Regions from separate parts of the Danio rerio genome. Here all the other regions are linked to region 2. A link is a contact called in public HiCAR-type and Micro-C data. All regions are on one chromosome and are shown on one strand. Each heading gives the region's core, a stretch centred on a gene start, on an enhancer-like site or on the middle of the called end of the contact. The rest is flanking DNA. Distances are from core to core; before and after follow the strand shown. Region 1 holds the start of fadd (Fas (tnfrsf6)-associated via death domain). Region 2 holds the start of zgc:153993. Region 3 holds the start of fgf19 (fibroblast growth factor 19).

Evidence for each region. A called contact is a pair of places that touch in the nucleus more often than the background predicts. HiCAR-type assays count read pairs that join an accessible place to other places.
Region 1: a contact with region 2 is called in a HiCAR-type map of caudal fin, with 6 times the contacts expected there. The contact joins the promoter of fadd here to the promoter of zgc:153993 in region 2. A contact is called at or near these places in 2 of 18 Hi-C or Micro-C datasets (caudal fin and hematopoietic stem cells) and 1 of 4 datasets of contacts at active chromatin or transcription factors (caudal fin).
Region 3: a Micro-C map of caudal fin shows a contact between it and region 2, with 6 times the contacts expected there. The contact joins the promoter of fgf19 here to the promoter of zgc:153993 in region 2. A contact is called at or near these places in 3 of 18 Hi-C or Micro-C datasets (caudal fin, hematopoietic stem cells and an unstated tissue).

The regions. Positions count from the first base shown.
Region 1 is chr7:69,272,795-69,276,380 of GRCz12tu, forward strand. fadd (Fas (tnfrsf6)-associated via death domain) reads right to left here and starts at 2,104. Exons shown (of 2, transcript NM_001386360.1): 1 at 1,542-2,104. The coding sequence starts at 1,848.
Region 2 is chr7:69,430,031-69,433,466 of GRCz12tu, forward strand. zgc:153993 reads left to right here and starts at 1,295. Exons shown (of 6, transcript NM_001076585.1): 1 at 1,295-1,530. The coding sequence starts at 1,464. It also overlaps a transcript of ano1a not described here.
Region 3 is chr7:69,597,870-69,601,299 of GRCz12tu, forward strand. It overlaps fgf19 (fibroblast growth factor 19), which reads left to right and starts at 1,668. Exons shown (of 3, transcript NM_001309359.1): 1 at 1,668-1,961; 2 at 3,257-3,360. The coding sequence starts at 1,763. It also overlaps a transcript of ano1a not described here.

The sequences.
Region 1 (3,586 bases), core at 854-3,353, 160 kb before region 2:
TAGAAAATGATAAGAGTACACATTCACATTCTTTAAGGAGCATTTCAACTCACACATTGCAGTTTCTTTATGCTTGTGATCTCTTGTCAGTTTCTTTTGTCGTGAAACACGAGATGAGTTGTACATTTCTTTGAGATTTGCTGATGCTCACAAGACGTACTTTCCGGAAATTCCTTCAGTTTGCTGCTGCTGTTGTGGCAGTTTATGACCGCACAGCTTAGCCCTGCACTCATTTCTATAATAATTTCTGTTTTTAACTCAGGTTACTTAGGAAAAGATGATCGTACAAATAAATTAATCTGCTCATTTTACAAACCTCAATTACAACCATTTACAAATCGTGTTTGCATTCTTTTTAACCTAAACAAATAGCTATATTCTAATACTTTTACTCACCCTCACATGTATCCAAACTTTTGTCAGATCGTTTAATCAATTGAGGTAGAGTTGGTTTTATATTCGCACATTCCTTCATTTAACGTTGCCTATATTATCTACTACACTAATTTGACTATGGGTCTGAAATCACATGTAAATATGACTTGAAAACAACATTAGCTCTAATTTGTTTGACTGTGCACAATGTTGTATTTTGATATTCATTGGCTGCTTATATGATTTCACTATTTAGAGTTTACAAATAATACTTTTCTGAAATTATATTATTAAGGAGAAAGTCTGAATGTGCAAATATAAAACCAACTTTACCTCAATATTTAATCTGTTGAGCACAAAAGAAGATATTTTGGTGAATGATGAAAACAGGTAACTATTGACCTCCGTAGAATGAGTGAAAATATGGTGGAAGTCAACCAGTTTCCAACATTTTTCAAAATATCTTCTTTTGTGTTCAACGCAACTCATAGCTTTAGAAAAAGTGGTGGGAGAGTAAATGACAACAGAACTCTTAAAAAGTACAATTTATTACCAAAATGGCACTGAAATTAACCATTTAAATTAAACCACTTCACTCATATGGGTTTCTTTGACTACCTTTGGATTTGTCAAAGTCTTAGGGATTTTGGAGGAACATAAATCTCCCAGGTTTTATTTAAAATGTAGCTTGTGGGTTTGGATTTAATGAAAATTATGTAGAGTTAAATGTGACCCCATTTACAAGACTTCAAACTGTTAATTTGTTTCAGGTGATGCAATGTAAGAATAGAACCCCTGTCGTTGGGATAATGCGTATATAACCAATAATTTTTAGTAAACAGGTTACAGATTACTAACTTGCTCATTGAAAGGAGTAAATGTTGACACGGCTTGCCACAAAGCATTTCACATATTCGTGACAAGACGGAAGCAGAGTAAACATCACCTCAGTGAAAAAAGTAACACAAAACAACAGAATACACAGAAATGTCGTTTAAATTAGACCTTACTCTGACTTTAAACCATTGTTTCATCCAAAATTACAGTAGTTTATAAGGTTACACGTAAAATATCGAACTTCGTTAAGTGGAAACCACACTGACGTTACACCTGACTGACAGACATGAGAATTTCAAGAATTACAGTACAAGTGTAACGTTACCAACCTCGCTCTTTCGCGTCCAGACCACCAGCCGGGCTTCTTGACGTTTGCCTGTCATAATCGTCTATTTTTTCAATAAGAACTGTCTGACCGACTTTGTCAAGAAGTGTTCGTAAAAGCTCAGTGTTTTCAGGCCCAATTGCAGTTCTTTCGATCAAGCACTCGAAGAGTTCAATCCCGGTGTCGATTTTCTCAAGTTTTTTCTTCCCGATGCCGACGTCAGTGCACAAAAACTTTAATTTGGCCACGTTATCATCTGTAAGCTTGTCGGAAATTTCTAGCAACATTGCTCGGAATCCTCTCTTGTCCATGTTTGAATGCTAACACGGCACTGCCGCTCGACTCATCTCCGCTTTCGCTTTCAACTCTCGGTCTGAAGTTTAGCGAGGACTCGTAAAATCCCCTCCCTCTCTCTCTCCTGCTTCTGAAGACACCCTGCTGCTCTGCTCTGCTCTGCTCTGAATGATCTGCTGCTGGACACCAAAACGACAAAATGTATTTCGCTTTAAAGATGACTTGTTTTAGAAATGGCTTCTTTTTTTGATGTTGTAGCTTAATGATTCGTTTGCTAAGCAGTGTCCGATTCGTGATTCAGAACTGTTCTTCTGAATCACTTTATTGGCTTCAACAGTTCGACCTTTGAACATTAGTAGCATAATATAAACAATTTGCATTTTGAGCTAGTCTTAAAAAGCACTAATAAAGGTCCAAAACAATAGACGCCATTACATTTGATTTTCCATAAGGATACAACTGCACTAGCTATTAAAATCCTTACAAACCATACAACATTATCCATTAAAGCACAGGTGTCAAACTCAGTTCCTGGAGGGCTGCAGCTCTGCACAGTTTAGCTTTAACCCTAATCAAACACACCTGATCAAACTGAGTCCTTCAGGCTATTTGAAGCAGGGTTGGAACTCAAATCTGCAGGGCTGCTGCCTCAGGAACTCAATTTGACCCCCCTGCATTAAAAGTAGCTTATTTGAATGTTTTCTTGTGTATTGGACACATTTCATAACAAATTATTAGTTATAACATGCTACATATTAATAAAAAAAATTAGGCCTACCAAGTTAAAATGTATAAACAGTTTTTTTTTTTACATTATTAACAGTTAAACCATTCCTTAACCATTGAAACAGTTTTTTCTATTTATTTTTCTGTGTGAACCATGTTTTTTTGTAATGATTAATCTCTGTGTGAAATCAAAGTTTACCAAGGTTTTTTTTTTTACTCTGCTAGCTCACATTAAGTTTACACAGACACCAATAATCCGATTTTAATATGATTAAGACAATACTCTGATTAAGAGGCTACCATGTAAACAGAGATTTGATTAATTTAAATAATTTTGATATAATCGAACTAAACAGAAATCAGATTAAGACGTGGGGTATGATTTTACTCGCATTATTGAAGTGTAATTCAGACATGTAAACACCTTAATCAAACTATTAGCGAGGCAGTGGCGCCCCCAGAAAATTTTCTTAGAGGTGGCCAGAAGAGGCCTCACCAAATCTTTGGGTGGCACACAAAAAACTAATGAATTTGAGTAGTTATATTTTTGTTTCTGGTAAATGAAATAATGTTCATAATGTAATTCATTTAATTAATTACTCTTGAAATATTACAATTTATTTCTTGAAATAATTCAGCAAGTACATGTGCAAGCCAAATGAAAATCAATATTTAGTTTAAAAACACTTTTCATATATATAAATATATTTTCAGTTATTTTTCACACTTTTATTGCACAGCATACAGTATATGCCACGTCTAAAAGGAATGAAGATTAATGGATTAATTAATAAAACAAAGACAACTAACACACAATAACTGCATACACACACTCTCACTATACTTATTCAATGAATGAATCAGCTCTGTCAGTGGCACCAATCAATAAACAATAATTTAGTAGATGCTATTTATTTATTTATTTATTAAAAATATTGTGAATTAAAGTACATTTAAATTAATAATATCAACAGCAAAGTAATATTAGGGTGGCCAGTTTACACAGGGGTGGCCGTGGGAAAAAAATGT
Region 2 (3,436 bases), core at 45-2,544:
CAATACCGTTCAAAGATCTGGGCTCAGTAGGATTTTTAAATGTTTAAAGATAAGCTTATCCTGCTCAATAAAGCTGCATTAATTTAATCAAAAATACAGTACAAATAGTAAGATTGTGCTATTGCACTATAAAATAACTGTTTATGAGTAGTTTATCATTTAATTTAATCATTTATTCCAGTGATTTTAAAGATGAATATTCAGCGTCATTACTCCATTCTTCAGACGTATGATCATTCAGAAATCACTCTAATATTATTATATTTATTATTAATAATAATAATAATAATAATAATAATAATAATAATGGTAATAGTAATAAAAGCAATAATGACTGGAGTAATCATTTCATATGAAACAACATACAATAAGTAAGCCGATATTATTTTGTAAATGAATATTTAACAATTTTTTACATTTAGTAAATGCCACCTTGGTGAACAGAATAATAATAAAAAATCATGATTTTTTTTTTATAAAACTTTATATATATATATATATATATATATATATATATATATATATATATATATATATATATATATATATATATATATATATATATATATATATATATATATATGGAGCTCAGCTCTGCCCATGTGACTCAGCAGTGCAGCAGTGAGTACCACTTGTCGTTGTTCGCCAGCAGAATTGTGTTGCTGTCTGATAGTGACATCTTGTGGTGAATTTTGTACGTTACATAATGAGATTAATGCATAAAATCATCTTACTTGAGGACGCTATGAAATTATATATGAATATTAAGAAGTATTACTGCAAATATATCCCCTGTCCAGTACATGAATGAAGGGAAACAATATAAAATAAATAGCATTCCAAAGAATTCAAATGAACGAAAACTATTAATAAATAAATAATTACACACTTCGTGTTTGTGAAACTAGCATTATTTTAGTATTATCATTGATAGTATTAAATAACCTCTCTTTCTTATTTACAGTACGTGACATTCCCATGCATATTTAAGCACATTTCGTCTATTATGCATGAGTGCGTGTTTGTCTAGTTGTTGTTTTACATCTTGCTGCTTCGTATTTACTAAGCACTAAAATAAATTTTATAAAATGAAGAAGGACCCATGATTAAACGTGTGTTTGGTGTCTGAAATAACGGACTCATGCTGGTGCTGTGAGGCATTTTTGGCACGATTCTGCGCACAGCGGCCGTCAGTCATCTCCATTTCCGCGTTATTTCCCCGGACGCGTACGTTCCTATGGATTGCTCCTAAAACTTCTCCACGACTGGGTACTTCAGTGTAAGAGTTGTATCGGTCTAACGGTGCTTCTGTAAAGGAGCTATAACTACAAGAGTCAATAACGTGACTATATTATGTTGTATTGCGTTGGAAACTGTGGATTTAGCAGATTCAGAGATAGTTAGGCTGCTCTGGCTAACTTAGTTAGCAAGCTATCATACCGGTATTAGCACTGAATTAAACCATGGCAGATGGGAAGAATGGAGAGACGACAGACGAAAATGAGTTAAAGGGAGCTACAGGTGGTGAAGGTAAGTTTAAGTTCGAGCTACATTGCGCGGGCTCTCTCTGACGTGACGTGAAGTCCACCACGGTGTCCAAGACTTCCTCACTTCGCCGGGCCTTTGAATGCTAGAATGAGCGACATACTTTTGATAGTAGGCCTATATGGCTATTTACAGCTATATATGAGTTTATGTTAGAAGTGTCTCGTTATTAAGTGTGTGTTAATCCTCTTCTTGTCTTTTGTTATATGATTGTGTTGTCATAGCCTATTTGACTCTGACGTATCATGGGCGTATGCTTTTTGTAATGAAAATCAGTGTTGCCAACTATTTCCATTGAAAAGTAGCTCAAGCCTGCCCAAAAAGTAGCTAAATGTTACCAGATGACGTCACACACTAACTTGCATATTAGTGACGTCATTACGTAGTATTACTCAGAATCTTCACATAAATCTAAAGAATTTATCTTTTTTATATAGTTTATTAATACATAAACAAAAATGCATGGCTTCAGTGTTCAGTCCCTACTTTTTTACATTTTCTGATTGAAGTTGACTCACTGCTGAAATCTTTCCATATATGTAAAAACAAAAAAAATGTGTCAGATTCCTGGTTCTATATGAAGAACTGTTGCCTTGATTTAAGGTAGAACGCTTTCCCAATGCTCTTAATTTAATTTCATACACTTTTATACAATTGTAATTTATTCACCCCTTCCTTTGTTTTGTTAATCTCTTTTTTTTCTTTTTCTGCAACTAATGTAATTTGTATTTTTCTCCTTTGTATGTCTCTTATATCGATCTCCTGATTGTGGTTGTATATTTGCATTCTTTAATTAAAAAAAAGAAAAAAATTAATATGCAAAATTCGAAAAAAAAAAAAAAAAAACGTCATTACGTAGTATCTGTCAAGCGTAAGACCATCATGTCTCTACTCTCTGAGGCGGTGTGTATTATATTATATTAAAGCTTTACATCTAGATGCACAATAAATAGGTTCCTATTAACACATTATTTTGCGTGATGACGGTTGCGTAATCGCAACTTAAAACTACCTCTTTATGTAATATACAAGAAAAGTTTTCTCAAACTGACTGGCCATCTCAGCAAAAACATTATTGGAAATATGTCCCTTTAGATTTGTATGAAATATATAGTTATATATAAATAAAAGTAATACAAATTTTTTTTATTTTAATTATTTTTAAATATAACACTGATAATGAACAGTTACATTCTTTTAAACAATCACAGCTTGTGTACTTATTTTTAACTTGTGAAATTAACACATTTGTGAAAGTGACAACAATTATAGCACTATTGGAAATTATTGCTTGCTAAATTACCCACAATCATACATGTTAACAGATATCAGGAAATTAACACTTATGAAAAACAATTTAAGCTCATTTTTTGAGTCATTTTTTAAAAATCGCTAAAAGTAGCCAAATGAATGTTAAAAATGGCTAAATTTGTTGCTATGTGCTGTTTAAAAAAAACATTGCTAGGGTAGTATGAAAAGTTGCTAAATCTAGCAACAAAATAGCTAAGTTGGCAACACTGATGAAAATAGCTGTGGGAAATTTGGCAATGTACGCACTGTACAAAAAGACACGATCAAGTAGTTATGACAGCATATGTTTTAGTTCATTGTAACTTATTAAACTAAGTTAACCATGTTCCAACTTAATTTTATAAGTTATGCAAGCTGTTTTAATTCAGTTTAATAGGGATCGGGTGGTTCGAAAGACCCCCCCCTTCTAACAAAGTCCAGAATTTGGCCTCTATCCCTACTGAAAAAAAAACAGCTTAAACCAGTCTAGACGGGTTGGCTGGTTTTAGCTGGTCGACCAGCCTGGTTTTAGAGGGGTTTTGGCTATTTCCAGGCTGATTCCCAGCCATTTCTAGCATGGTCAGTCTGATCAGCTAAAACC
Region 3 (3,430 bases), core at 418-2,917, 170 kb after region 2:
TAAAAGTGAAGTCTTTTTAAGCAAAAGCAACTTATTGCTTTTAGGGCAACAGGTTTTTTTTTTTTAAGTAATCACTTTTTACAGTGTACAGAAAGGGTCCATATTTGTACCTCAAATGTACAGTTTAGACCTTAAAACATACACTGTAAAACCCAACAGTAAATTTTATCAAATGGAATAAGTGTAGTTAACTCAAAATTTACTGAAAGTTAATTCTACTCATTTGAAAAGAGTTTTGAACTCAGTGTTGAAGGTAATAATTTAATTAAATACATCATCACTTCAACTTAAATGGTGCAAGTTCACAGTGCTCATATAGATTTTTTTTTAACTCAAATGGTTTGTAGCAATACACAATGTCACAGTACTCAGTTGGTCTGAGTTCTCTTCATTTATTGGGTTTTACTTCGTTCAAATAGCTTCATTTACTCAAATGGACTACATTACTCATTAGGATTAGTGTTTGAACTTAAATGGTTTGTTGCAATCGGTTTCCTCAAATGGTTTGAATTACAATAACTTTGGGTTTTACAATGTACGTAAGTGCACCTCTTGACATTTATGAATAAATGAAAGTGGCCGTTAATGTTTATTTTAAAGTTTCTTTTGCATGTAGTTCCCCCCTCTTCTTTGTTATGAATGAATCAATCCAAAAGTCCCAGTAAAACAATAAATAAATTCTACAGTGCAACGAATTCACAGCGCCATCCAGCGATCATTACTATGAATTGAACCCTACAGGCAGCATTTTCATGAATGGAAATATTTACTCTAAATTATTCTTTAACTTCTCAGAAAATCCTGCGAGTTCAGCAATTCACATAACAGGCACAATACGTTAAAAACCAAACAAGTTTAAATCTATATACGTATGTGCGTAAAAAGTGTCAAAAGCTTAAAGTTTAAACTTGCGGCTTACAAAAGGCGGCACTAATTTTGTTCACAAATTATTTTCATTTTTTTATTTATGAAAATGTAGATAAATATAGATTCAATAAAATTTGTAGTTTTAGCAAGATTTTGTGGGATTTAATTGTATGTAGGTTATGCAACTGTCCGGTGATTGCAAAAGAAAAAAGTTAATAAATCAAATTAAACATAAAACAAAAATAAGAAAATTATAGAAAAAAATAGAAAAAAAGAAAAGGCTAATAACTTGATATGACTTTATAATAAAAAACATATTTAATACGAGTTCGTCATAACTTATTTTATTAGCAATTGTTTTTACGTATTTCGGTACTTTTCATTTAAATTGAAATCCCCGTATCTTTAGAAAATGTTTGTTATAAATGTTTTTGTAGATTTTTAAATTAACATTTAAATATGGACAAACAACGAGTTTTAACTAAAGTTCTTAACATCCTTATGAATATAGAGAAGAAATACGCTAATTAATGCATTTTTTTATCAGACGCAGTATAAGAAAAGTTTAATGCATGCATGCATGTAAGGCACAAGTTTAAACATTGGTTATTTTGTGAGATGCATGACAGATGCATCATAATGAAGCATTTATAGACTAAAATTGTCTAATTTATTGCGTCTTGGCCGTCTGTTGGATGTCCAGCGGGGTGTGTAACTTTCTTCTCAGAACTGCCAAAGGGGGGAAAAAAGCTTATCGATTGATCTGATAAGAGGACAATTTAAAGGCCAGTCGCAGAGCTTTGCGCCAAAACAGAGCAATACACAGGAGATAGTGTGTGTGCATGCTTCCTATCAGAACAAGACGGTCTTTAATTACTGCAGATAATACTTAATAATGCTCCTCTTACTCTTTGTCACTGTTTGTGGAAGTATCGGCGTGGAGAGCCTCCCGTTGCCCGACTCTGGTCCACATTTGGCAAATGACTGGAGTGAAGCCGTCCGGCTACGACATCTGTACGCAGCCAGACATGGCTTACATCTGCAAATAAACACAGACGGAGAAATCAGTGGATCACACATGCAAAGCTCGGACAGTAAGTGACCGCAGCTCAAAATCACTGTCATAGTTAACTCAGCACTTTAAGTATATGAGCCAGGCAGGAAGGATGTCCAAGATGAAAAAGACTTGAACTATTTTTTAAAGCACAATTTTATAGTAGTCGATTTCTTAAAAGTTTATTCATGTTGTCTTTACAAAAATGCGTAAAAATGTCAAGTGGTGCAACCGTCAATAAAAAAAAAATAACAATAATAATAATACAAAAAAACACGTGGGTGTAGCCTGAACGTCTTAAAAATATTGTTTATAAAACGTGTTTTCCCATGTACATATATAGATTATTGCATTTACATTAGGCTAAATTGTCGGTAAATTGTTAGTGACCTATAACACGCGTGGAATAGATATCATTATAGAGCGTAATTGAGTCAAACTTATGTACTTTTTGTTGAATGCAATGCTCAGCAAATGAGCACACCCCATTTTGAAAACGAATATTTTTATCCATTTCTCAGTGAATATAGGTCATATATTTGGGTGCATTTGAACAAAACAGATTTATTAAACGGATATATGTATTATAATAATATTTTAGTCACCGAACGTCTTCAAAAATAGAATAATAATACATTTAAAACATATCCCTGAAAATACTACGTAAATTTCAAAAAAAGCTTTGATAAAAAAAAAGGTAAAATATTTTTCCCTAACATATAGCCTACATTTGGGCTACTAATTTTTGGGCCGGTATCATAAGTTTTTTTTGTTTTTTTTTTTGTTTTTTTAGATTAGCTCTAGATTTGGCTTCAGTACTGACTAAACTTATGTATATGCACAAAGATAATACGATAAAGCATCCTATAGAAAATCTTAATTTAAATGAGAGATTTGTGAGAGGTGTGCTTATATATGCCTAAAGATTTATCATATTTATGAAGCATAAGATGTTCCCAAACATTGTTTTAATTGATTTTTATCCATAGTTACAGACATTTTGACTTGAACAAATTTATCAAAAACAATGAAAATTTTGGTCAGAGAAAAAGTAACTCGAATCATTAATTTTTTGTTACGTATTATTTTTACAACACAAACACTCACGTCTTGCCGTTACCTCACAAGTCATTGATGTTCTTCTGCAAAACGCATATGCATTTTCTAGTTTAATGCAAATAAATATTTTAGGAATTTGCACATGTAACCTAAACGAGCATTAGGATCACTCTATCCACGTTAAATCTGCCGCCAAACAGTGTGTAAAATTCGTTTCTAGCTTTCATCATTTCATACATTATTACATTCTATAATATCTTTTTTTTTCCTCTAAAGGTTTGATGGAGATATGGCCGGTGGACACAGGCTGCGTAGCCATTAAGGGAGTTGCAAGCTCCCGATTTCTTTGCATGGAAAGACTGGGAAACCTGTACGGATCGGTAGGTTTGACAAACAGATGTAACTTAAAAAATCTGCATATATGCAAATTTAGGAAAAGTTTTTGATATG